2 separate regions of the Oryzias latipes genome follow, and region 1 is linked to region 2. The links are chromatin contacts, called in public Hi-C maps. All regions are on one chromosome and are shown on one strand. The core of a region is the stretch at or near the end of the contact, and the rest is flanking DNA. Distances in the headings are between cores, read along the strand shown. Region 1 holds the start of LOC101175543 (NADH-cytochrome b5 reductase 3-like). Region 2 holds the start of pawr (PRKC apoptosis WT1 regulator protein).

What was found. Hi-C and Micro-C count contacts between places; a contact is called where the count stands out from the background.
Region 1: a Hi-C map of gastrula embryo shows a contact between it and region 2, with 2.7 times the contacts expected there. The contact joins the promoter of LOC101175543 here to the promoter of pawr in region 2. A contact is called at or near these places in 5 of 5 Hi-C or Micro-C datasets (embryo, fibroblasts and gastrula embryo).

The regions. Positions count from the first base shown.
Region 1 is chr23:19,625,668-19,630,126 of ASM223467v1, reverse strand. LOC101175543 (NADH-cytochrome b5 reductase 3-like) reads right to left here and starts at 2,626. Exons shown (of 9, transcript XM_023952551.1): 1 at 2,492-2,626; 2 at 2,115-2,240; 3 at 1,972-2,044; 4 at 1,797-1,903; 5 at 1,601-1,730; 6 at 1,447-1,530. The coding sequence starts at 2,512.
Region 2 is chr23:19,318,462-19,323,429 of ASM223467v1, reverse strand. It overlaps pawr (PRKC apoptosis WT1 regulator protein), which reads right to left and starts at 3,714. Exons shown (of 7, transcript XM_023952338.1): 1 at 3,530-3,714; 2 at 2,656-3,282. The coding sequence starts at 3,159.

The DNA of each region.
Region 1 (4,459 bases), core at 1,377-3,876, 310 kb before region 2:
GCGAGCTCATAAGGAAGCGTCCGAGGAACGGGCTTCGTACGGAACCATCAGCGCCTTTGAAATGCCATGATGCTCCCCCCATTGCACGGTTTACAGCAGAGCATGACATACGATGGTTGCTGCTTTCTGTCTTTGTAATAAAACGCCTCATCTGTTAATACAAAAGTATATTTGTGTAATCTTACTGTGTAGTTTTTAATCATCAGTACATAAACAATAATGTTACTAATAAACATAACTAACATTTACTAATAGTATTTTTTATATATATATATATATATATATTTTATAGGTAGATCTTCAAGACATTGTCGATTCAAAAGTAGCTCACATGCCAAAAAAGTGTGAGCACCCCTGGCCTAAAGGATTGCTTAAAAAGAAAAACCCCAGGACAGAGCCCTGAGGTGCACCTATGGACACATGAGAACTGGAATGGTGACTCCTCCCCCCTGCCGTTCCAAACAGGAAGTACCCGCTGGCTCCAAGAGGCCAAAATCCCCATAGACTTCAATAAAGAAATAAACAGCTGCTACTCAATAGGAATTGGTCAGAATAATCATCCTTGATTTGAAATCTTTTTTAACAAGTTCTTGATAATCCTATTTTTTTTCTGTATTTCAAATTATAAACTGACCAATCAGATGTCCCTATAAAAGTAGGCGGTCCAACGCTTAAAACGTTTGACAGACTCCCAATCCCGCATTCAGTAAAAAGGGGTGTGCCTTTTCAACAAGTTCAATCCTGATTGGAGTGGTTGCCATAGATACGTCGACTCGGACAAATCGCTGCCCACTGACTGTTTCTGGTTCCAACATGGCAACAGTTGTATTGCGAAAAAATGGCGAGTGAATGGAATTTATTTGGTTGAAATGTGAAGGAAGTGATTTTCTCTGGATGTCCCTCAGTCCAGTTCTCGTATACAGTCACAGACTATAATATATCATGATTGGAGGCTGGAGTTCCAGATGGGAGCAGTTTGAGGTGTTTTTGTTTGCAGAGGAAGGAGGTTTGAGCACCAATGATCTAATCAGAGGCTACAGAATGTGGACTTGTAACCCTTGTACTATCCTAGGCACTGTAACGTTGGGGGTTGGGTCATCTAGACCCACTGGACAGTGCTCTGAACCTTTTTTCTTCAATGATTTGTGATCTTCACTGGTGTCCATGGATTACATGAAATACTCGTCACCTTTATCCACCTTTGTCATGGTAGGGGGAACACGTCAATGTGGGTGGGGTCATCTAAGATAGCACAAGCTATTAACAGAGAGGGGGGGGGGGGTTCCCAAACTTCTTTTATTATTTTCTTATTTAAAAATCTTGTCCATTTTTGTTCCTCCATTTACTTAAACTTTATGAGTTTAGTGACCTTCAGTGAGTTTAGCACATGACTGGAGAACTGGGCCCTGCAGAACATCCTGGGACCCGCAGAACGCCGTTCCTCACCTGTTCCTCCAGCGATCATGCCCACATGTTTGGCCGTCTTCTTCACGGCCGGGGACTTTTTTTCCGGCTGGACGTCAAAAACCCCTGAAAAGGAGCGAGCAGAGCTCAACAACAGCCTCACCGTGGGGCGCGGCGTCTTCGTCGTGCCGCTCACCTCTGCCCCTGTAGACCAGGAGCCCGCTGGGGCCTCTGAAGTCGATGGTGTCGTTGATCTTGAGGCTCTCCAGGTACTGACTCATCTTCCCTCCTTCCGGAAACTTTGGGTTGATGCCTTTGAAGTAAACCTGCAGACACAGAGGCGTGTCAAAAGCGGGGACGTCGGTGAAAAGCAGGACTGTTGGGCTCCTCACCTTCACCACCAGGTCGACTGAACCTTTGTCGTCGTCGCTGGACACGGGGGTGTACGGCCGGACCACCAGCTTCCCGTCGATCTTTGCAGACAGGTAGATGTGCTGTCCTGCAGGGGAGAGCGCTCGTGAGTGAAGCTGCAGCTCCGGCCGCCTGGAGGTCGGAGGTCATACCCACCTACAGGGAGGCCCAGGACGTGCTCCGGGGAGGGCAGCGCAAAACGGAACCTCCTGGTGTCGTGACTCACGATCTGCAGAACAAACAGTTTCAAAGGAGCCCCTGAACGCACCAGCTGCGTTCAAAGACTCATTCCAACGCACCTCCTTATCTATGAGGCGCAGCGCGTATTTGATGTTGGGGTCCTCCAAGGTGATGGCGGGTCTCCTCTTGGAGAAGAAGAGTCTGAAGATGAGGTTGATGACGCTGTCCAGGCCGCCTCGGATGAGCTGAGTCATGAAAACGGAGGAATGACTCATCAGTTAGCGTTAGCAGCTGCATGAGGGAGAACGGCGGGCGCGGTTTCCCTAAATGGTTTGTGTTTGTTTGGGAGAAATGCGTCACTCCTTCCTGTAGACAGACAGGCCCTCACAATTTTGCTCAGGAAAACAGCACGAGCGACCGCATTAGCATGGGGGAGCGCGCATGCGCAAGCCGAGGAAAAACACGACTTAAACCGCTTTAAATGAGGGATACTCACGCCGAAGATGTAGGAGAGCATTTTGAGTCCGTTTGCGCTGTTAGAGGACGGAGGAGTTACCGTGAACTGACGGGGGGCTGTCGGTCAGGACTGCCCAGCTTCCGGTCCAACTCCGGTCAAAAGACTTGCAAAATAAAATGAATATTTAAACTACTGTCACCACAAACATTGGTTTCTATTTTAAACTTTCAATAACCGAAAACAAACAAAAAATAACCTTGAAGTAAAAATAATAATAATAATATTACGTTAAAATAAAAGGGATGTTCCTAACAAATAAAGGCTAAGCACGATATTATTCAACATTTCTTTAATTAGGCGAATTTAAACTTAAACCTTAAATATATTATTTAAAAAGTAAACTAAAAAGCACTTAACAAAAATAGCTATCTTTATCGGCATAATGTTTTTGTGTAGGACTCAGAATTTCTAAACTTCCGGTACCGTCTTGGAACCGATTCACGTCACTTCCGCTAAATTGAATCCAATTTTTCAGTTAAAGTGAACATGTCAGGAGCAATGACTTATATCACTAGAGGAGACACGCCCGTTTTAGAAGCCTAGCCGACGGTGGCGGAGCGCGACGCCATCTTGGTGAGGTCGACGACGCCCACATGACAATGATTTCTATTGCTTTTAGAGGTGTCTAAGTAGCTTTTATATACTATATATATTTTTAAATTTATATATATATTTATACATATATGTAAATACATTATATTTATATATATAATATATATATAGATACATCATTTGTTGTTAAAGAAGAGAAACAATCAACCTTAAAAGCTCAAACTTTAATGAAAATGCATTGTTGCAGGGTTACAAATAAAAAAATTATTACAAAGAATTTTTAAAAATAATTTCTAAACATTTAGAAGTTCTAGACCTCTTTGACATGTAATTTAAATTATTTAGAAAAACCCAACAATAAGTCAATAATATACAAATAATAATAAATCAATAGTGAATCAATACAAACAATAAATAATAACAATAAATAAATAATAAGTCAAATAATAATAAAAACAAGTCTATTAATTATAATATTAATAATTTTTTTTTTGTATACTTTATTTATCCCTCAATGGGGAAATTCTTCTCTGCATTTGGCCCATCCCCTGGGGGAGCAGTGAGCTGCAACTGAGCTGCGCTCGGGAGGCGGTAGCTTTAAGGGCCTTGCCTAAGGACCCTTACTGAGTGATGTTAACTGCTTGTCATTGATATGGTAATTGCCCCCAGTACCATTGTTTCTTCCCCTCCGGGAATCGAACCCTGGATTCCTGCATGGTAGCTGCTCACCTTACCAACCGAGCTACTCAGCCGCTAATAATAATTATAATAGTAATAGTAATAATAATAATAAATCAATAGTAAGTCAATGCAAACAATAAATAATAACAATACATAAATAATAAGTAAATAAACAATAAAAAATAAGTCTATTAATAATAATAATAATAATAATAATAATAATAATAATAATAATAATAATAATAATAATAATAATAATAATAATAATAAAATAAATATTCAAAAGAAGTACAAAAGTAAACAATAGATTTATCCTAAAAAAAACAACAACAACAAAAAGAACAATAGATTTATACTGATTCATGTTAGTGATCAATTTGTGTAACACAGATGGTATGGTGTCGGGTTTCAAGCAAACAGTCTGGCCTCTTATCAAAATGTGTTTCCACAAAATGTTCTGAACATATCCAGACTGTATTGCTAGTTGGTACCACAGTGATCCATCTGGATTAGCTCTTTTTATAGCTAAGATCCACTTTTTCCTTAAGTCTGAATCCTTTGGAAACCTGCAAGAAAAGTTCAGTCACTGAGTCAGAAATGTATAAATCTATATTTCTATAATAGCCTAGTATGCTGTATACAGGTTTAGCAAAATAAAATGTACATTTATGTCGACAGCAAATTATCCGTACATCATGCAGCATGTTGATAACA
Region 2 (4,968 bases), core at 2,465-4,964:
GACAGGAGTCATACTTCAGCACAAACAGGAGTTACCAGGACGGAAGGCCTCCTAACTCCCCTCTGCACATTCCTGGGTTGCATAACCAGGTCAAAGGGTCAGCGACAGTTTGAGGCAGCGAGCGGAGCGGCAGAACGGAGACGCCCTCGGAGGTGGCAGTGATTGAAGCCGCGCTCTCTCCCCTGAAGCGGGATGCTTTTATGGAGCAGTTACAGCCTTGAACGGGCAGAAGATTGGGTTTCCCGGTTGCTCTGAAATCGGCTCGGCGGCCATTGTTCTGTGCGGAACGGGCGGGGAGATAATGGCAGCCATGTCCGCTCACACCCGTCCATTCGCATCCACATCACAAAAGGGGGCTTGTGTGACTCTGCAGGGTTTTGTTCTTTCAACGGGAGCAGGGAGGGAGGTCTAGGAGGACACGTCCCCATCAGGAACGATGGGATGTTTTCCAAAACAATGGAGCACGTCCATCGATAAGGAAGAGTCTCCTCACAAAAAGAACTACACCCCCACCCCAACAATAAAGTATTGCATGGGTGTTGTGTTAGGAAGTGGCTACAATCATAACCCGGTTGGAGGTGAAGCCCGGAAGACGAAACATCTCCTGTTGCTATGGCAACAAATGATTCCTCTTTTTGATCGGTAATACGTTTAACCAGAATGGCGAAATTTCTGATGAGTGTGCAAATTGTTGAATTCTGAAAGGTGAAAGAGAAAATGCTTGGCAAAAGACTAAAATATTTTCCTTTAACCTTTGTGCTATCCTAAGCACTTTAACATTGGGAGTTGGGTCATCTAGACCCACTAGACAGTGCGCTGAACTTTTTTTCTTCAATGATTTGTGATCTTCACTGGTGTCCATGGATTACAAAAAATCTTTCCACCTTTATCATGTAGGGAGAACACGTCGATGTGGGGTCATTGTGACCCCACAAGATAGCACAAGGGTTAAAAATGTATTGTTTGTAAGCAGAACTCTGTTAGGGTGTATGTCAGAGAAAGAAAGGCGTGTGTCCTTTAGGTCAGGCGTGTCCAAAGTCCGGCCTGAGGGACAAATGCAGCCCAGGTTTCAATTTCAAAGACTGAAAAATTGACGAAAGGAAAGAAAAAGAAAAAAAAAAACCTCCCCACCTCGTCAGATTAGACCCTGAAATAACAGCTTGTTCACCAACCGGCTCCCTTATGGGCTCCATCAGACAAATCTGGCAGAGCAGAAGCCCGGCATTACCGCCTGGCTGGCTTTCAAACGGCCCTGCTGAGCACCTAATGACAGGATGTGGAGCAGCGACCGACAACAGCTCCAACTCCTGGGAGCACAGAACCCTGGGAGGCTACCAAGGACGAGGTGGTTGAGACTTTATCCAAGGGTAGGGCCACACAGAACCACACGTGTGAGACGAAAGGAACCAGGCAGGAGTGGTACACCATTCAAATTAAAAAAACAATGACCTCCACCTTACCCCCCCCCCCCACCCCCACCCCCTCCTCCCTGCAAGAGCTGCTTTTCGTTTCTTTCTCTTGATGGTGGATTAACATGCATGAGAGGAATTTTGGAGGTTTCTGAGGGAACAAGTTCTCCAAATGTGATTACTTTTAGAAAGTATTTAGAAAAAGAAGAAGGTTAAATCCTTTTCCAACTCTATAAAACAAAGAAAAAGTCTTTTGGCGCCCCTAAAACTAAGGAAGTCCCAATCCAACTACAATCGGAGATCAGGCCAGATCATGTAGTTTCATATTTCTAACTTATTATTTCACATAAATGCCTTGGTAGAAGTCTTCATATCATGAACGGATCACTTTATTGCATTAAAACGCAGCAGAATACGACACTTGTTTGAGCAGGAGGTGCACAGAAAAACAGTTCAGCGAAGTCGGCAAGAAATTCACAGAATTTGACTACCAGGCTCAAAATCTTTCAAGAAACATTTAAAGTTGACAGTGAGTGTCTCTACTGGTTTGTCTTCAAAGTCCCACTCTGATCATCCTTTGATCTATTGTAAAAGCGTTCCCAGCGTGTGGTTTTCTAGGACATAGTTTCTGCAGAGCGGCAGGAGCTCATAAGAAATCCGACTCCAAGTTGTGGGCGGGGCTATTGGCACAGCGTAAGCCCGCCCCACTTCTCGTCACACATCTGAATCTGGATCTCAACTGTACGGCCGGAGGGCTCCGATATTGCTCGCCGTTTTTGTTGCGCCTGTAATGTTAGCTCGGTGGCGTGAAGGGCAGTAAGCTAGCGGGAGAGAGAGAGTAAACCGTTGGATGATGGGAAAAGGGGGTGGGCTTACTCCAAACATACAGTCTCACAAACCCACAACTCTGAGGTAAGTTTCTAATTAAAGACTGCCCCTCTGCAGAAACTATGTCCTAGAAAGTGAAATGACAAGTTGTTGTTTTTTTTACTTTTGGCTAAAAAGGCCACAATGAAGCATAACTTATAACTTAAGGTCAATTAAATGTAAAGTAGGGCACAACCTGGACCCGTTTATTTAATTTGTTCATTATTGAATGTGTTAAGTTTTGGATCGGGACTTGGTATCAAACTGGAATCGGATCAGGTCCACTTTAGTGATCGGGTATAGTGATCTGAAAAATGTCAGACTACATTTATCTGCCCTCATCCCGTGGATGGAGCCCCGGGCGGACGGACGGACTCACCTCATTGGACGGTATGCTGACAACACCTGTTGATCTCCTCTTTTCCCTCAGCTTCCTCTTCTCGATCTGCCCCTTGCCCTTCCTGGCGCTGGGGCCGGAGCTCTTCTTCTCCTTGCCCTTGCCGGGTGATGGACTCTCCTTGTCGGCGTCGTTGCACGCCATGGGGCTGGAGTCCGGGGACGCGCAGGGAGCCTTGTCCGCCTGAGGCGTGGCCTTCCTCGGGCTGCTCTCCGGCGAGACGGGGTGGTGCGCCGCTTCCTCCTCCGCTCTCCTCAAAGCGCCGCCGGAGGAGGACCGAACCACCGCGCAAGGGGAGGGGTGGCAGTTCCCGGCGGAGGCGCCCCGCTCCGGGCTGTCGCCGGCGGGAGAAGCGTGGCGGCTGTTGTTGGCGCCGGTGGCCGCGGCGATGTCCCCCAACATTTTGGCCCGCATTTTCTCCCGCTTTGCCTTCCACTCCTCCAGAAAGTCGGTGGTGGCGTTTGGCTTAAACCCGCCCGTGGCCATCACCCCCGGGCTTTTTCTCTCCTCACAAGTTGGTGAAAGTTGAGTCAAAGTTGACTAAAGTGTTCCGCTTTCGGCCCCCGTCCTAATGGCGCCGCATTCCTTAAGTGATTAACCCAGGAGCTGCTGACAGGTACAAGAAAATAAAGTCAACACCTCTTTTTTGTTTTTTTAATTGCTCGTTTTTCCAAACCGAGACGCCCTATTTGATTCCGCGCAGGAGTTTTTTGTTTTTTTAAACAGACACACACACCTGACTTTCCTCGCAAAGTTACTCTGGCCTCTTCTTCTTCTTCTTCTTTTATTTAAATTTGCCCAAACTACCGGACTTTACAGTGGAGGACGGAGCAGCGAGGCTGTGACGGAGACTCACCTGAGAGGCGCCGCTTCTGCCGTCGAACTGCCCTCCTCTGTCAGACCAGGTGTGAACGTGTTCCGCTCAGATGAGTGGCGCTGCTCCGGAGCGCTGCGTGCGGCTCTCTGCTCGCTCTGCCCTCGCGGAGGTGATGGCGAAAACACACGAGCACTTCCGGATAAAGCCGAAGCTCTAAAGTTTCTTTTGTTTTTTGTTTTTTGGTTTTTTTTAGGACTTAGTTATAAATGTTTTGTGTATATTATTTGTCGTTATTTATTTTATGCTTTTCATGTTTAATTTTAATAAACAATGAACAAAAGATAAAATAAAACACTTAATATTCTATGTCTTTGATAAAACACCACTGACATTAAAGTTTAAAATACATTTCATAATTTCATATTTCATGATATTTCATAATTTGAAATATCATTTCAATTCATTTCAGTATTTTTTTGTTTGTTTTCTATCATTTGCTGATGATACAACTGTATTTTGTGTTACAAAATAATGACTATAGAATTTATATGGTTCAAATATATTTTTTTAAATATGAAAGTACTAATAAAAGTACAAATTTGCAGCAGTTTGCAATGTTTTACTGCAATTTGTAGCAACAAAAAAAAGAATTACGGCTGAAAAGATAAAAACAAAACAAAAACTTAAAATAAAACCTAAAAGTCCACGATAAAATACTACTAAAGTATAATAAAGTTCCTCTAATAATAAAAATAATAATATAATTGCCTTCCGAAATGTATGTAAATGACACATATCAATAAAACCTACTTTAAGTTTAAATAAAATAATTGATCTCTGCCATTTATCCTCAGATTTGATGATTTGGAGATTCATTTATTTATTTACAATTACAAGTTTTTTGCTCATTTTGAGCTGAACTCTGAGAAAAACATTTCCATTTTAAGAAATTGTCTAAAAACTCGTGTTTGTGCAGGAAAAAGGTGGTCTTTTCTACAAGGTTTGCCAAAGACGGCCCTTTTTGTTCCATCACAGTGCCGGTAACGTTTCTGATGTTTTGGCGGTACATTTGGAGGAATCCTTTCTGTCCATCAACATCAGTAGGTACACTGCACGCCTTCGCAGCTCTGACGTACATCACCACAGCTCCTTCAGCAGCACCACGTCGACAGTAGTGCAGTCGGAGAGGAGCGTCTGGGCAGACCAGAGCTTGTCTGCGACTGAACTCTCCCACACAGACTCCCCCCAGGCGCTGCAGGAGTCACCCAGCCAGCTCCGATCAGAGGAGCGCCTCCACTGTTTTCCCAACAGAAGCAATGCCTGAGGAGGGAATGGGTGTGGACTGGAGGTTTGCATCAAACTAAAACGTTTCTTACGCTGTTTTGGAAAAGGTGCATCGTGTGAAAGTTCAAAAAGGTGCAGTTTTATTTAAAAACATTTCCCAGGAAAAAAAAAACAGATTTAGCATGATATGGATC